Regions from separate parts of the Mus musculus genome. Here region 1 is linked to region 2. Evidence: chromatin contacts called from public HiChIP or PLAC-seq data. All regions are on one chromosome and are shown on one strand. The core of a region is the stretch at or near the end of the contact, and the rest is flanking DNA. Distances in the headings are between cores, read along the strand shown. Region 1 has its middle 44 kb from the start of Rras2. Region 2 holds the start of Rras2 (related RAS viral (r-ras) oncogene 2).

What was found. HiChIP or PLAC-seq counts read pairs in DNA pulled down with a chosen protein or histone mark.
Region 1: a contact with region 2 is called in a BATF HiChIP or PLAC-seq map of CD8 T cells, with 9 read pairs. The contact joins the enhancer-like site here to the promoter of Rras2 in region 2. A contact is called at or near these places in 2 of 39 promoter capture datasets (3T3-L1-derived adipocytes and the C10 cell line), 2 of 15 datasets of contacts at CTCF or cohesin (the NIH/3T3 cell line and large pre-B cells), 3 of 484 Hi-C or Micro-C datasets (embryonic fibroblasts, group 2 innate lymphoid cells and regulatory T cells), 12 of 115 datasets of contacts at active chromatin or transcription factors (CD8 T cells, the SCID.adh cell line, bone marrow-derived dendritic cells and 7 more) and 3 of 9 other capture datasets (adipose tissue, liver and pancreatic islet).

The regions. Positions count from the first base shown.
Region 1 is chr7:114,158,529-114,165,223 of GRCm38.p6, forward strand. No RefSeq gene overlaps it. Among named protein-coding and RNA genes, the nearest start is that of Rras2, 44 kb to the left of the region's middle. Within about 2 kb of position 2,748, at least 41 of the 459 cell types and tissues checked have an H3K27ac peak or open chromatin away from gene starts, as enhancers often do. A contact at or near this core is called in CD8 T cells, the SCID.adh cell line, effector CD8 T cells and 2 more, where this site is marked.
Region 2 is chr7:114,112,430-114,119,207 of GRCm38.p6, forward strand. It overlaps Rras2 (related RAS viral (r-ras) oncogene 2), which reads right to left and starts at 5,352. Exons shown (of 6, transcript NM_025846.2): 1 at 4,967-5,352. The coding sequence starts at 5,074.

The DNA.
Region 1 (6,695 bases), core at 1,498-3,997, 43 kb after region 2:
TGACTTTTGCTTTTAAAGCGTTAAAATTGTTTCTAACATTTAACTTTCTCCAAGAAGCAGAAAAATACAAGGTACTAAACCAGCAACTGTGATGTGTACAGAAGCCAAACTTGTTGACCTCAGGGCTTCTTACAGCTTGCTTAAGGAACAATGTGCCTCCTACCCAGGGTACAGTGGAGAGCAAACCATAGCCTCATGCATGCCAGATCAGTGCTCTACCACTGAGCTACACTCCCAGCTAAGGACTGATGTCTTCACGGGGGGACAAGACCCTCCCCTTCCAAGGATTCTGGTGCCTTCGGTTCTCAAGTCTTCCTGGTGTCCTGCCAGCAGTCTCAACTTGCTTGTTATTATTAATTTTTATTAATTCTTTGAGAATTTCATAATGCCTACAATGTATTTTGATCATATTCACCTCCCATCCTCCCCTTAATTCCTTCTAGATACACCCTTACATCTTTGCCATCAGGATATCTAATTTCTTCTTGTTGTCTCTTTGTATATGGCCACTTGACAAACCACAACAATAGCAACCAGCAACCAACAACAGCAGCAGCATTAACTAGCAACTAACAACAGCAGCAGCATTAACCAGCAACCAGCAACTAGCAACCAGCAGCAATGAATCAGCAACTAACAACCTGAAACAACAGTATCATCCAGCGACCACCAGGAGCAGCCACAGCCACACCCCTCTCTAGGCTCTAGCATTTATATACCCTCTTAAGAGTCCCCACAATCTCAAAAATCATACAATTGCAGAAACTATCTGCAGCTGGAAAAACTGTGACACCCCTGCCAGAGCAGTCATAGACAGGTGCTGTGGACAATCTGAAGCAGACCCATATCCCACACCTGGGATTAAACTGAAAACATATTTTTATAGCATCTCTGTGTTTTTAAAGAAACCAAAATTCTCAATACACATGGGTGTGGAGCCATCCACTAGGCCATGGCCAACCTATCAGAAGACAGTAGTTCCTCAGCGATGGGCAGGCGCTGACTGGCTTCATCTTGTTCTTGAGTGCAGCAATCATGACCTGTCCAGAAGGCTCTTTCACTCAAATCCTCAGGACCTCTGTCTCTCTCTCTCTCTCTCTCTCTCTCTCTCTCTCTCTCTCTCTCTCTCTGTCATGGTCCCTGAGCCTTGCAGGCATAGATGAATGACTCGCTTTTTGTCAGTGACTCCCTCTGCCAGTGTCTCCTGCTTTAATTTGGTTTCACTTAAAAGTAGAAGGTGAAACAGAAACCTTGGTCTAGGTGTTTGTTTTTGGAGAATAGAGGTAGAGCAAAACAGGTCAAAGAGGGAAAAGATGAATATCAAGACTCTCACTGTGGCAGTAGGGGCTGTAGAATCGACCACAGGATTATTTTCCTGAGCCTGGGGTACTGTCACATGCACTTGAGGAGGCTGAAGTGAGATAGCTTGAGCCCAGAAGTGTGAAGCCAGCCTGGTTTACATAGTAGAGAACTTAGGAGTTGGATTAGAGTTGTAGCTCGATGGGAGAGTGTATGTTCCCCATGTACAAAGTCCCCAGCACCAAAAATGTCACCTCGTGCTTCTGAAGCTCTGCACACCAAGGGATGTGTGTCTACTTCCTGTGATCCTGGCTGACTGAGGACCATGCCCAGTGACTTCGATTCATACCCCAACTACATTGCCTGTTCCCGTGCGTGTTAGCCAGTTAGCTTCTAACAACATGCACGAAGCTCCAGGGCAAGAGGGAAACATGTGAGTCCCATCCCTGTGGGGCTCTGCTGTTGGTTCAGGTGGGTTTGAGCTGTGACCCAAGTAGGAAGTGCCAGGCTCAGCTGTCACATGCTTTGTCTTTGACCAGAGACAAGGTCTCCATCCACTTCCTCTGTTGCAGATGCTACTCTATGTCACTGAAGATGTAGTTTGTGTTCTTATTCGTCTCCCACATGGGATGGGTGATTCGGAGTAAGAGAAAAGGAGTTTGGTCTCGCTGTGGTGTCATGGGATTTTGATGGACCCCACCTTTACGACTAAGAGAGCACAAGCTTATGGATTGTTAAGTATTGAGAGCACCTTTGTGACCAGTCCCCAAACCCTGTCCCTAGCCCTTCCAGCTGTCTCATCTCTCAGTTTCTTTGACATTGGTAGTTAGCAAAGTAGGGTCTGCTCATCTGAGGCCACAAACTAGACTCCTGTGCAGGAAGGTATTCTCAGAATCAGACTCTCACAGAAGCTGGACAGCTTCGCTGGCCATCAGTCTTACACTGAGAGGCTGTCTTCAGTCATTACATGGACGGCATTAGCTCTAACCATGAGCATGACATGGACCTGAGGGAAAAAAACCACCTTTTGGAGCAGGTAAAATGGCTCAGGAAAAAGTCACTAGCTGCCAAGCTTGGTGACAACCTGAGTTCTACCCACACAGAGGAAGGAGAAATGTGACTCCAGCAAGTTGTCCTCTGGCCTTTGCATGTGTGTGGCAGCATGAATACCTAATTTCTCTTTCCAAATGAATAAACAAACAATTAATAAGCTAAAAAATTAAGCTCTTCTTATGGATGACAATTAAAACCAGCCAAGAGACAGAGAAAAGGACATGTCACTCTCGGGAAAGCTCAGATCCTCTCATGTACTTTCTCCTCTATGGCATTTTATCCTTCTGTGGTTCAGTATTTAATTGTGAGACTCATCGTCTAATGACCAGCCCTCTGCCTTTGCCATTGCTAAGCTTGATGAGAGGAGCAACGTGTTACCATCTTAAAACCACTTCCTTCTGCACCTAAGCAGTTAGATTCTAATCAGTGTTGTACAGTGTGCGCATTCAGTGGCTAGGGCTGCGCCTCCAAATGATATGTGCTTCACGGAGAATGGGGTATTGTGCATAAGAGGAAGGTTAGAGGTCCGGTTGCTTCCCAGATTTCCTGACTCAGAGGCTGAACCATGTCGTCAGGATCCAGGTTCTTTCCAGCTGAGTATTCCACTTTCAGTAGTGATGTCATCCTCTAGTGACAAGATGCCTGGAAGTTTCAGGCATCACCCAAAATCCAGAAGAAAAACAGAGAACTTCTCTCCTGGCCTTCCCCTTTCCCCTTGTATTTTGAGATTGAGTCTCATTCTCAGACTGGCCTAAAGCTCGATGTGTGGCTGAGGTTGGTCTTGAACTCCTGATTCTCCTGCTTCTCCCTTCCAGGTGTTGGGATTACACGCATGTGCCATCATGCTCAGCTCCTCCTGGATCTTTCTTTGACTTCTGCAAGACTGTGTTTAGGGCTGACCTTTAGGAGTAGGGAGTAAGGAAGAGTGGCCTCCTTCTCCCGATACTCTTGCCTATGCGAGGGAGAAACAGATAGGAAGGGAAAGAGTTGATTTTTAAAAACCAGTTCAAATGGAAGCTGGAGGCAACAGAGAACCCACTGTGAATTTACAGACACTGTAAATCCTTGTGGTTTAATTCCTGTTGGAAGCTGCTGGCCTGACACAGCTAATGATGTTAGACATCTAGCTGCCATCCTCCCTAAAGCATCTCTCCTCTTTCTTTCCTGCTACCCACATCCCTGACGGGTTCTGGGATCAACCCTCTTACCTTGAGTGGTCTGTCCCCTCACTGAGGGCACTGTTTGCACTTGTGGTCAGTCTGCCTTACAGAAGACTCTCTGATGAGTGTCCTCTTGAATTGCACGTCTGTATCTATGGACAAGAACCCTCTCATTAAAAAAACAAGGACAATTATATCATCCATCATCCCTCTTTCTCAAAACCAAGAGACTTAGAGCCACACATAATGCTCAATGGCTGTGGTGACCTCATCCCAGGCTCTTGGTACCACCGTGTTTCTCCTTTCTTTAGAAGTTCACCTAATGTCTGGCTGCACTTGTCTATGCTATAAGCTAAGACTTGAAATGACTGGTTCCCAGAACTTTTGAGACCTTATCAAGGAGAGAACCAAGAGAAACATGGCTTAGTCTAGCATATTCCCCTGAGTCAGTGATTGATAACTCAGATTACATGTCTTAATTTGATTTTTATGAAACAGGATCTCATGTAACGCAGGCACTTCTGGGAAGTTCTAGGTGGTGTTGACTACAGAATCCTAATAGCAGTGCTGGCAGTCCGAGGAAGGAGCTAGGTTTGAGCAGTCATCAGGAGTTGTCAACTATAGATATCCTCCCCCCTTTTAAAGCTGAACACTTCTCTCTGTACTTCACATATCCTTGCCTTTCATGTATAGTTGTCCTGCTGGGACAAGGGACTAATGGCGGGGGTCTTAACTCACTCTTGGGCCATAGAAACTCAGAGGACAGCAATATTCCCTACATGAGGGCCAACCTGTGTCACCCATGAGTCTCCAGATGAGACTAGATAGGACTGGGCAAGCACAATCTCAGGTCTCACTGAGGAAGCAGAAGCAGCAGTGGGGCTGCCTCGTGAGGAGGCTTCATCCCTCCCTCCTTCCCTCTCTCTTTCTCTCCCTCCCTCTCCTCTCCCTCCCTCTCTGCCTCCCTTTCTTTCCTTCTCTCCTTTCTTCCTATGTTTACTCACTCTTTCTTCCCAGCATTCCTTTCTGCCTCTGCCCCCACCCACAGAGCGGAAGTTCCAGGTCCACATGAGAGCACGTGAAGACTGTAGCATGGGCAGAGGGATCTAAGTCAGATCCTCATGGCTGTGTAGTGAGTACTTGTAATCACTCATAACCATCTCCCCAGCCCCAAGCTTCCTCATTTTTTTAGTATGTCAAGAGAAAGTGGACTTACTGTGCCAAAGGTCACTTGTAATTTTGATGCACAGTGAGGGGGGATATTTCTATTCTTTGAGACGGGCCTTGACACGTATTCCAAGCTGACCTCAAACTCATGACTCGCCCTGCCCAAGACTCCAGATCTGACAAGACCTACCTGTTTTTGAACACATGTGGGACAGCAGTCTGAGAGAATCTATGAATAAAATTCCTTTCTGAGTCTGGCACGTTGGTACACATCTATAATCCTAGCTGGGCCAAGGATGCAGAACCAGCCTGGGCTACAAAGCAAGTTCTTCCTCACCATGGGCTAGAAAGCAAAAACTTGTTTTGTCTCAGAAATAAAACAAGTAATGAAAAGGAAGATGCTTTTCTTTTGATTCTTATAGTGAAGTGATGGGGTTTAGTGTCTTGAGATCATTAATTAATTAATTAATTAATTGATTAATCTTAAATCTCCCAGCAATGGTCACTTACTACCCTAAGGTCACCATGACAGGACTGACAATTGTCTCCCTAAACCTATTCTCTTCCTCTTTAATAGTAGCAGGTGGCTACATGTGTCCTTGTGATTAAATTTATAACAGACTGTGAGTGGACGTCAAGGGAACTCGAACTTTGCCGCATTTGTTTAAGAATATTTGCCTTGGACCACTTAACTCCAGCATCTCTTACAGCTGAATCTCGCCCCGCCCAGTGGCCCATCCTTGAGCGTGCTTGAAACTCACACTTCAGGGTGTTTAATTAGGTGATGTCTAGGAAGGGGAAATGTTTTGTTCACTGACAGCCATCAAGCAGGTGTAGGATCGTTGGTCACAGAGTCTGCAGGTTCAGAATTCAGATATGGAATACAAAGTTTGGGACCTTACTGCTGAGATTGGGAAGGGATGAGGTAAGAGGGCAGGGCTGGACCTGGAATCTTCAGCTTTGCATGTTTGCTTCTGAGCGCCCCTCTCTGAGTGAGCTGCTACCTTGTGCTCCGATGGAGTCTGTTGAGTCTGATCTTATGAAGGAAATCCTAGAGGCTTCTAGGATTTTCCACCTCCAGGATGTCCAGCTCAGCCTCATCTTTCCTCGGGTCCTTTTCTTGAGGCTGAGGAAGATGCAGGAGTTTTCATCAATAATATAAAGTAATGACACAATGTTGGAGAAGAAAGAGAACCAGATACAAAATCTAGTTACGACACTTCTCAGGCTCCTAATATGTCAGAAAGGATTCAGAATAGAGGGAAGTCATCTAGTTCCTCTAAGAGTCTCTTTTCCTTGAATATTCTAACAACACAGTCCTGACCACATGGCCCTCAGTCAAGCAGCATTAATGTCACCTGGGAACTTACAAAAAGAATGCATATCTTTTAGGCTATACTAAATCGGAAGCTCTGTAATGAGACTTACTTATTCAGAAATGTTGTCCTATAGCGTGGTGTTTAGGAACCCAGTCTCTCCTAAGCCCATACCTTGCCATTGAAAGAGTATGACACACAGCAGACAGTGCCTGCTGTACTCTCTACAATGTCCTTGTCTTGCAGACACTGTAATTGTGTAGATGTTTAAGGCAAATCTCTGGCACGATAGTAGTGTTTCTTAAAGTCGGGATACATGGGCTGGTGAGAACGTTCAGTTGGTGAAATGTTTGTCACACAAGCATGAGGACCTGGATTTGATCCCCTGAACCCATATCAAAACTCTGGGCACGGTGCCTTGTATTTACAACTCTAATGCTGGACAGGCAGAGACAGGTGGGTCTCTAGCACTTACTGGCCAGCTATCCTAGCTTCCTTGGCCACCTCCAGGCCAGAAAGAGAGAGACCCACCACCACTGCAAAACAATAAGTTACAAAGAAAAAGGAGGCTAGAGAGGTGGCTCAGTGATTAAAAACACTGGCTAGAGCCGGACGTGGTGGCGCATGCCTTTAATCCCAGCACTTGGGAGGCAGAGGCAGGTGGATCTCCGAGTTCGAGGCCAGCCTGGTCTACAGAGTG
Region 2 (6,778 bases), core at 4,102-6,601:
CAGCACTTGGGAGGCAGGCTGATCTCTGAGAGTTCAAAGCCAGCCTGGTCTAGATAGTGAGTTCCAGGATAGCCAGGGCTACACAGAGACCTTATCTTTAAAGGAAAAAAAAAATCAAATTAGCACACACAGGTTAAGAGGACAATGATCAAGGGTTGGTTCTCTCCTTCCATTATGTGGGTTCCAGAGATAGGCAGGCCTTTCCTCACTGAGCCATCTCACCTGCTCTTCGGTGTCTAACTTCTAACTACAGTGTCTCCAAGATGCAGCAAGAGAACAGCATTGATGTTAAAGGCCCAGCCTTGGAACGTGGATCAAGTAATTACTGACACAAAAACAGGACTCCAAATCTATCTAGGATAGGACATGGAAAATGCCTTCCTCAAAAGGCAACATCTAGGAAGAAACAATTTTTGAGGCAGCTGTCCTAGCTAACAAGATCTTAAGATGAATGTTCAAGAATAAGAAACAAGCTGGGCAGTGGTGATGTACGCCTTTAATCCCAGCATTTGGGAGGCAGAGACAGGCGGATCTCTGAGTTTGAGGCCAGCCTGGTCTACAGAGTAAGTGCCAGGATAGCCAGGGCTTCACAGAGAAACCCTGTCTCAAAGGAAAACAAACAAACAAACAAGAAAAACAAGACTAAGAAACACAAGCTGAGCACAAGCCTGTAATCAAAACACTCATGGGGCTGAGGCAAGACAACCTCAAGTTCCATCCAAGCTAGCCTGGGCTACAACCTGAGACCACCAAACCCCTAAACAGCTCAAAAATCTGACCAACAGATTAAGTAAAAAGTTAGGATTCTAAAAGAACAGCAACGGGGTAACATATGTCTTTAAATCCATGGGAACACAGACAGCCTCTTCTCAGAGCTGCCAAAGAACCATTAACCCCCAAAACTTAATGATTACAATTTTTGTGTTGTTGTCCATGTCTTGGTTTTCTGTAACTGAGAACTGAACCCAGGGCCTGGAAAATGCTAGACACATATTGCTAAAACTATGTGGACAGGAGAGCAGAGAGAGTAACTTTTGTGCCATCCAACTATTGGAACAACGGACCTCAAAGAATTAAAGCTTCCTCCAAAAATCTCACGCTGGAGGAAGAGAAAGGCTGAAGCCTGGTGTCAGCCAGAAGAGCGGCATGAATCCAAGATGAGACTTCACACAATTCTGACAACTGACCAGATCACCTTAAAGGACAGATTAGAACTGAAGTTAGGATGGGCAGGACCACATCTTGACCCAGTCTGTTTAGTTATGCATGCCTCTTTCCTTCCATTTAAACCCAAACGTCATGGCAGTACCCCAAAGATGACACAGGGATCACCAGTCCCCTTGATTTGTTCCTCTTCCCACTGCCATCTTCAATAAATGTACTTTCTCTGCTTTTCACCATTACATGTCTCTTTAATTGGTGTGTCAGGGACAACTGGCAGAGCCTGGCTTGTCTGGGGTGACAGAGGCCAGGCTTTGACCCTAAATGCACCGGTAACAGAACTACCACTAAGCTATGCCATCATTTCTTAAAAATCAATCCCAAATTAATAACGTTTTCCCAACTCTAATGAAATCAATACTCACCGTCTAAGTACCTCCTGGTGTAGGTGGAAAGGGCGAAGCCTGAAAATAATGGACTACATTATGGATTGAGGAAAAACTACAAATTTTGTTTTGGAAGAACATCAAGATACCAAATCGCCACAAATAAGGTGGTCACTGACTTACCCAGCCTTGGCTGTGCTGCCTGGTTTGATTTGCCGGCATTTTATTTACTCCAAAAACCCTAAGCCCTCTGTTACTCTCCCTTTACAGATGGGAAATTGAGACCTAGAAAACCTAAGAAACTAGACCAAAGATACCAGCGAGTCAGAACACAGAAGAACTGTAGAATTACAAAGAGCCAGAGATCTGTTCAATGAAACTCAGTGTTTCACAGGAAACAACTCAAAGCCCTAAAGGAAAAAATGGGAGAGGCAGAAACCTCCAGTTATCTAGTCTGGAAGAAGCTGAGACTCCCAACTCTCTGCCTCCCACTCTATGTCAAAATCATGTCCTAACCAGAGGCTACTCACCACTTAGGTATTCTATTCACAAATAGAATGTACAATGGTTTTTTAAAAATAAAAAAAGTATGAGCAGCCAAGCTAGATACATACCGGTAATCCTAGCTAACTGAGATGCTGAAGGCTAGCCTGGGCTACAGAACTTAAGACTATTCTTAGAACCTTAGCAAGATTCAATCTAAAAAAACAAATAAAATTAAGTGTTAAAAGGATATGCCGAGGTTAAACCACTGCCAAAGTCCTGGGTTTGACCCCTAACACCGGGTGAGGTGGTGGAGAACGGTCAGGGTTGGGAGGGGGAACAAAAACTGAAATGCCATCTAAATACACACCCCCCTTTTATGGGGAGGGGGCACTGTGAGTGTGGTATGTATGTTTCCGAGTCGGTGCGGGTGTGTTTATAAGTGTGTGCTGATGTAGATGATAGACTGCAGCTTTAGTTACTTAATCTAAGAGTGGCAGAGTAATGGAGGTAGCCTTTGTAGACCTACACCTTGTCCCAAGCCCTTGATGTGAATCCATTTGATTTCTACAGCTGTATAATTTTATTACCCCAGCTTACAGATGACTGAAAGCCGGAGCACAGGCAGGTTCAGTAACTTACCCAACATCAAACTCAGGGGAATGGCTGGGTCTCCACACAGGTGCTGTGTTGTGCCTCCTTCCTCCTCACCAAGTCAACCTCAGAGCCTATGTTCCTGTTTCACCAGCCCCAAAAGCCCCAAGTCACATATGCCTCTCCCACTCCCAGCTCCCCACACATCGGCCTCCTCTTTCTAATCTGGCCTGTGGCTCCCCAGATCCATCACATTTCCACTCACACAACCCCTGATAAGACACAGTGCTCTTTTTCTGGCACTAGGGCTCGAAGGCAGAGCTTTCCACACACTGGACAAACCACTCTACGCTGAGCTACATCCCCAGCCCCACAGTGCATCTTTGAAGCCTTCCAACACTGACTTCTTCAAATCCCCTTGCATCTAAAGGTCTCATCTCTCACACTTACTAAAGTGACTATTATCAACACAGTACACATTGCATGTTCAACACAACTCGAAGATCTTTCTCATAATGCAAAAGTTATAAAGGACATGTACTGAGAGCTATTTAACTAGTAAGAAAGTTGAGGCACAGAAAAGCTACTTGGGTGTTTTCATAGCCAATAAACCAAAGGCACATATTCAAGTCTGTAGAATTCAAAGGTCCTTATCTGCATACATCATGGCCATGCATGTCTTTACTTGACCTCATTTTTGAGCCTCTAGATACCAGACTACTCACAAAGTCGTCAACAAATGAATTCGAGAAGGTCCTGAGGAAGACAGTAATCACCTGGAGTGTAAGGGTTTTTTAAACTATTTCGCAAATACCCTAACTTGTGGAAACAATCATATTCAGATAGTCCTTCCCTCAAAAACTTAAATGCTTCTGACTTAAATCTAAGTAATGTTATCCACCGGTTCTGGGACCCAGGACCATCCTCTGCCTTCTTGGTTCCCTCCAAAACCAGCCACCAGGGAGACTTAGCTGTGACTTGTTTTGCTGTCAGCCACTTAAGTCTCTTTTGGTCCCAGGCAAATAACAACTGCCAAAAAGCCAGACTGAAGACTGGTAAACATAAACCAACGCCCCCCACCATTGCAGCCGCTGCCGCTGCCACCGCCACTGAGCATACTGTCAACGCTCATGACATAAGCATCCTCTCTGAATACAAAAGTTGAGCAGCACTTTTTTAATTCCATGAATTACTACAGGAGCAGCTACTGTTCATTCACGCGATGTGAAAATTATCATTTAGGTTATGGAACTGTGCGTCTTAATAACACTATAAACACCACAGTTACATCGAAATAAAATAAGCTATTTAACTCTATCAATTCAACAAATGGGTGAAACAAAACAAACACACACACACACAAAAACATTTTGCTACCCGTCCTCTTTAATACAGTAAAAATACCTTTGTTACTTAGCAGGGTACCTGCGCTCTCTTCCCAACATATGCCACGCCTTTCAGGGTGACAAAAGCAAGGAGATCTGCATTTGCTTTTAAAAATCAAAAAGAAGAGAAAGGAAAATCACTCGGGCGTCTTAACCTAGAATAAAATCTAAAGACAAATTTCACCTTCCTTTTCTTTGCCACAACCCGACTTTCCTCCTCCAGCAAACAGAAAATAGGGGGGGGGGGGGAGAAGGGTGCAACACACAACTCATACTCGTCCCCTCCTAGCGGGGCTCACCCCAAACTTCACCTAAGCGCGAAGCAGGCAGGCACCGGGAATTCCAAGGAAATGGTCTCGCCCCTATCAAAGCACATTTTTAACTTCCTCGAAGCCATTATTTCCCTAGGGCACGATCAAACACTCCCACCCGGACGTACCACCAAACAGACTACTTGTAAGAGAAGCTCAAACACACACAAAGAGAAAACACTATTGGGAGCCGGCGGCGCGAAGCCGCCGCCAAGTAGCCCGGGCCAGCGCTGCCACCGAGGCAGGCGCGGGGTCCCCACTCCGGCCCTCAGGGCAGGAAGCCCGGCACCGCGGCGCGGCTGCAACCCGCGGGCTCCCGCCCTGACCGCAGTGATAAGGTGGAACTGCGCTTCCCACCCGGCCAGCTCCGCCCTCCGGGCCACATTCCTGAGAAGCCCGACTCCCCGGACGCCGCGCCGGGCGCCTGGCGGGCAGTAGCGCGGCGCCGTGGCCGCAGGGCAGGAGCGCAGCGCCGACTCCTCACTGTTCCTGCCCTCGCAGCCGCGCGCCCTGGCCCCGCGCAAACCGCACCCGCGCGCACCGCACGCGCCGGAGCCCCGCACCCGCGCGCCCCGGGCGGGGTCGCCGCGGCCACAGGTAGCGCCACCCCGCCGCCGCCGCCACCCCGCAGGCCGTCTCCAGGCACCTGGATGAACTGGATGGTGAGCGCCGACTTGCCCACGCCGCCACCGCCGACCACCACGAGCCGGTACTTCTCCTGGCCGGAGCCGTCGCGCCAGCCGGCCGCGGCCATCGGGACGCCCCGAGCCCAGCCCGGCCGCCGCGCGCCCTAGGCCCGGCTCCGGGGACGAGTGCGGCCGGCTGGGTTACAGGCGGTAGAGCGCGCGGGGTCCGTGAGTGGCCTGGAGGGCCGCGGAGCGCTATCCCTCGGACCGGCTGGGAGTTGCCCGAGACGCTGGAGAGCCGGGAAGGCTCCAGGGCAGAGGACGCAGCGGCCAGGGAGCGCGCTCTTCTTCGCGGATCTGCAGCGCAGCCGAACGCAGCCTTCGGCACCGCTACAAATGGCCGTCTGGGGGCCGGGCCGCTGGGCTGGGGTACTACATATGCATGAGGGGGCGGGGCTAGGCCGCGCCCGCCCAGGCGGAGACTCTGGAGCGCCCTAGGCAGCAGACCCTGCAGACCTGCCCTCAGAGCACCGGGAGGAGAAGGAAGAAACCGGGAAGATGGACGGCGGTGACAGTGATTGCATAAATCAGGGATCGTGTTCATGAAAGAAACAGCCTGTGATGGCGTGGATGAAAAATAGAACTGTTGTCATATTCACTCAACTCCATACCCTGTTTTCGGAATGCAGATGGTGACTGTATTTGTTTAAAAAAAAAAAAAGTATAAGGCAGCGATTGAAGAAAATGAGACCTGTAGCGGTACCTGAACATATGATAGTCTAGTGACAGTGAGAGAGTGGGTAGTGATTGAGCTTGCACGGGGCCACAGTGCATGTGGACAGATCTGGGGCGTAACATCTTTGTTCCTATGTCTATGTGTGAAAAAATGTGTGATAATTGTGTATGAGGGTCGTGAGAAATTTGCAGGTTGGTGACATGTTTTTTAGGAGGAGCGTGTTCCTTGCTAGCACAGCTTCTACGAACATGATCAGGCCCTTGCCCTTAGAGTCCAGAGGAGGAGGCAGCCGGGACAATAGGCACCTTGTGAGACATAATTGTAAGAACAACAGCTGCTCAGCACTGAGGTCCAAGGTGCACTTACCCCAGAGCTGGCTAGTCAGAGAAGGTTTTCCCAAAGACCCGAGGAATAATCTTGTAAACAGATGAGTGAATGGGAGAAAAGTATTCCAGGGAAAGAAAACCAAGCTGAGCCGTGTGTGGTAACCCACGCCTTTAGTTCCAGTATTCTGGAAGCTCAAAGAGTTCAAGGCCAGCCTGACCTACATAGTGAGTTCCAGGCCAGGGCTGGAAGAGTGAGACCTAGTCTGAAAAGATAGGAAGAATGAAAGAGAGAAAAGAAAACCATGATATGCAGAAGCCAGAGATGGCAAAAGGACACATTCTGTTGTGTGGTTTTGAACGTTCTCGGGGGAGTTTACAAGCTTGCAGATATAAATAGAAACTCACTGTGTGTGACTTGGATGTGGTAGGGATATCTCTATAGAGGCCACGTAAGATGGAGGCTGTGGTCTTCTCAGAGGGTACACTGGTTCAAATCCTGCCTGCTTTGCTAATGGCATAGCGATGGGAACTTAAGCTCTGTGCCTCAGCTTCCAAATAAGCTCTCAAATAAGGGCCCGAGCCAGTGGATGGCGCACCCGCAAGCCTACCGACCTGATCTTTGGGACCCACAGGCAGGGAGAAAAGCAACCCCCAACACTTGTTCTCTGCCCTCCACAGTTCCTTCACTGCCGAGCAGACATCCCACCCAAACACATATATACACAAAGAAACGCAGTGCTTAATACAGTGTGGGCTAAGCATGGTGGTTT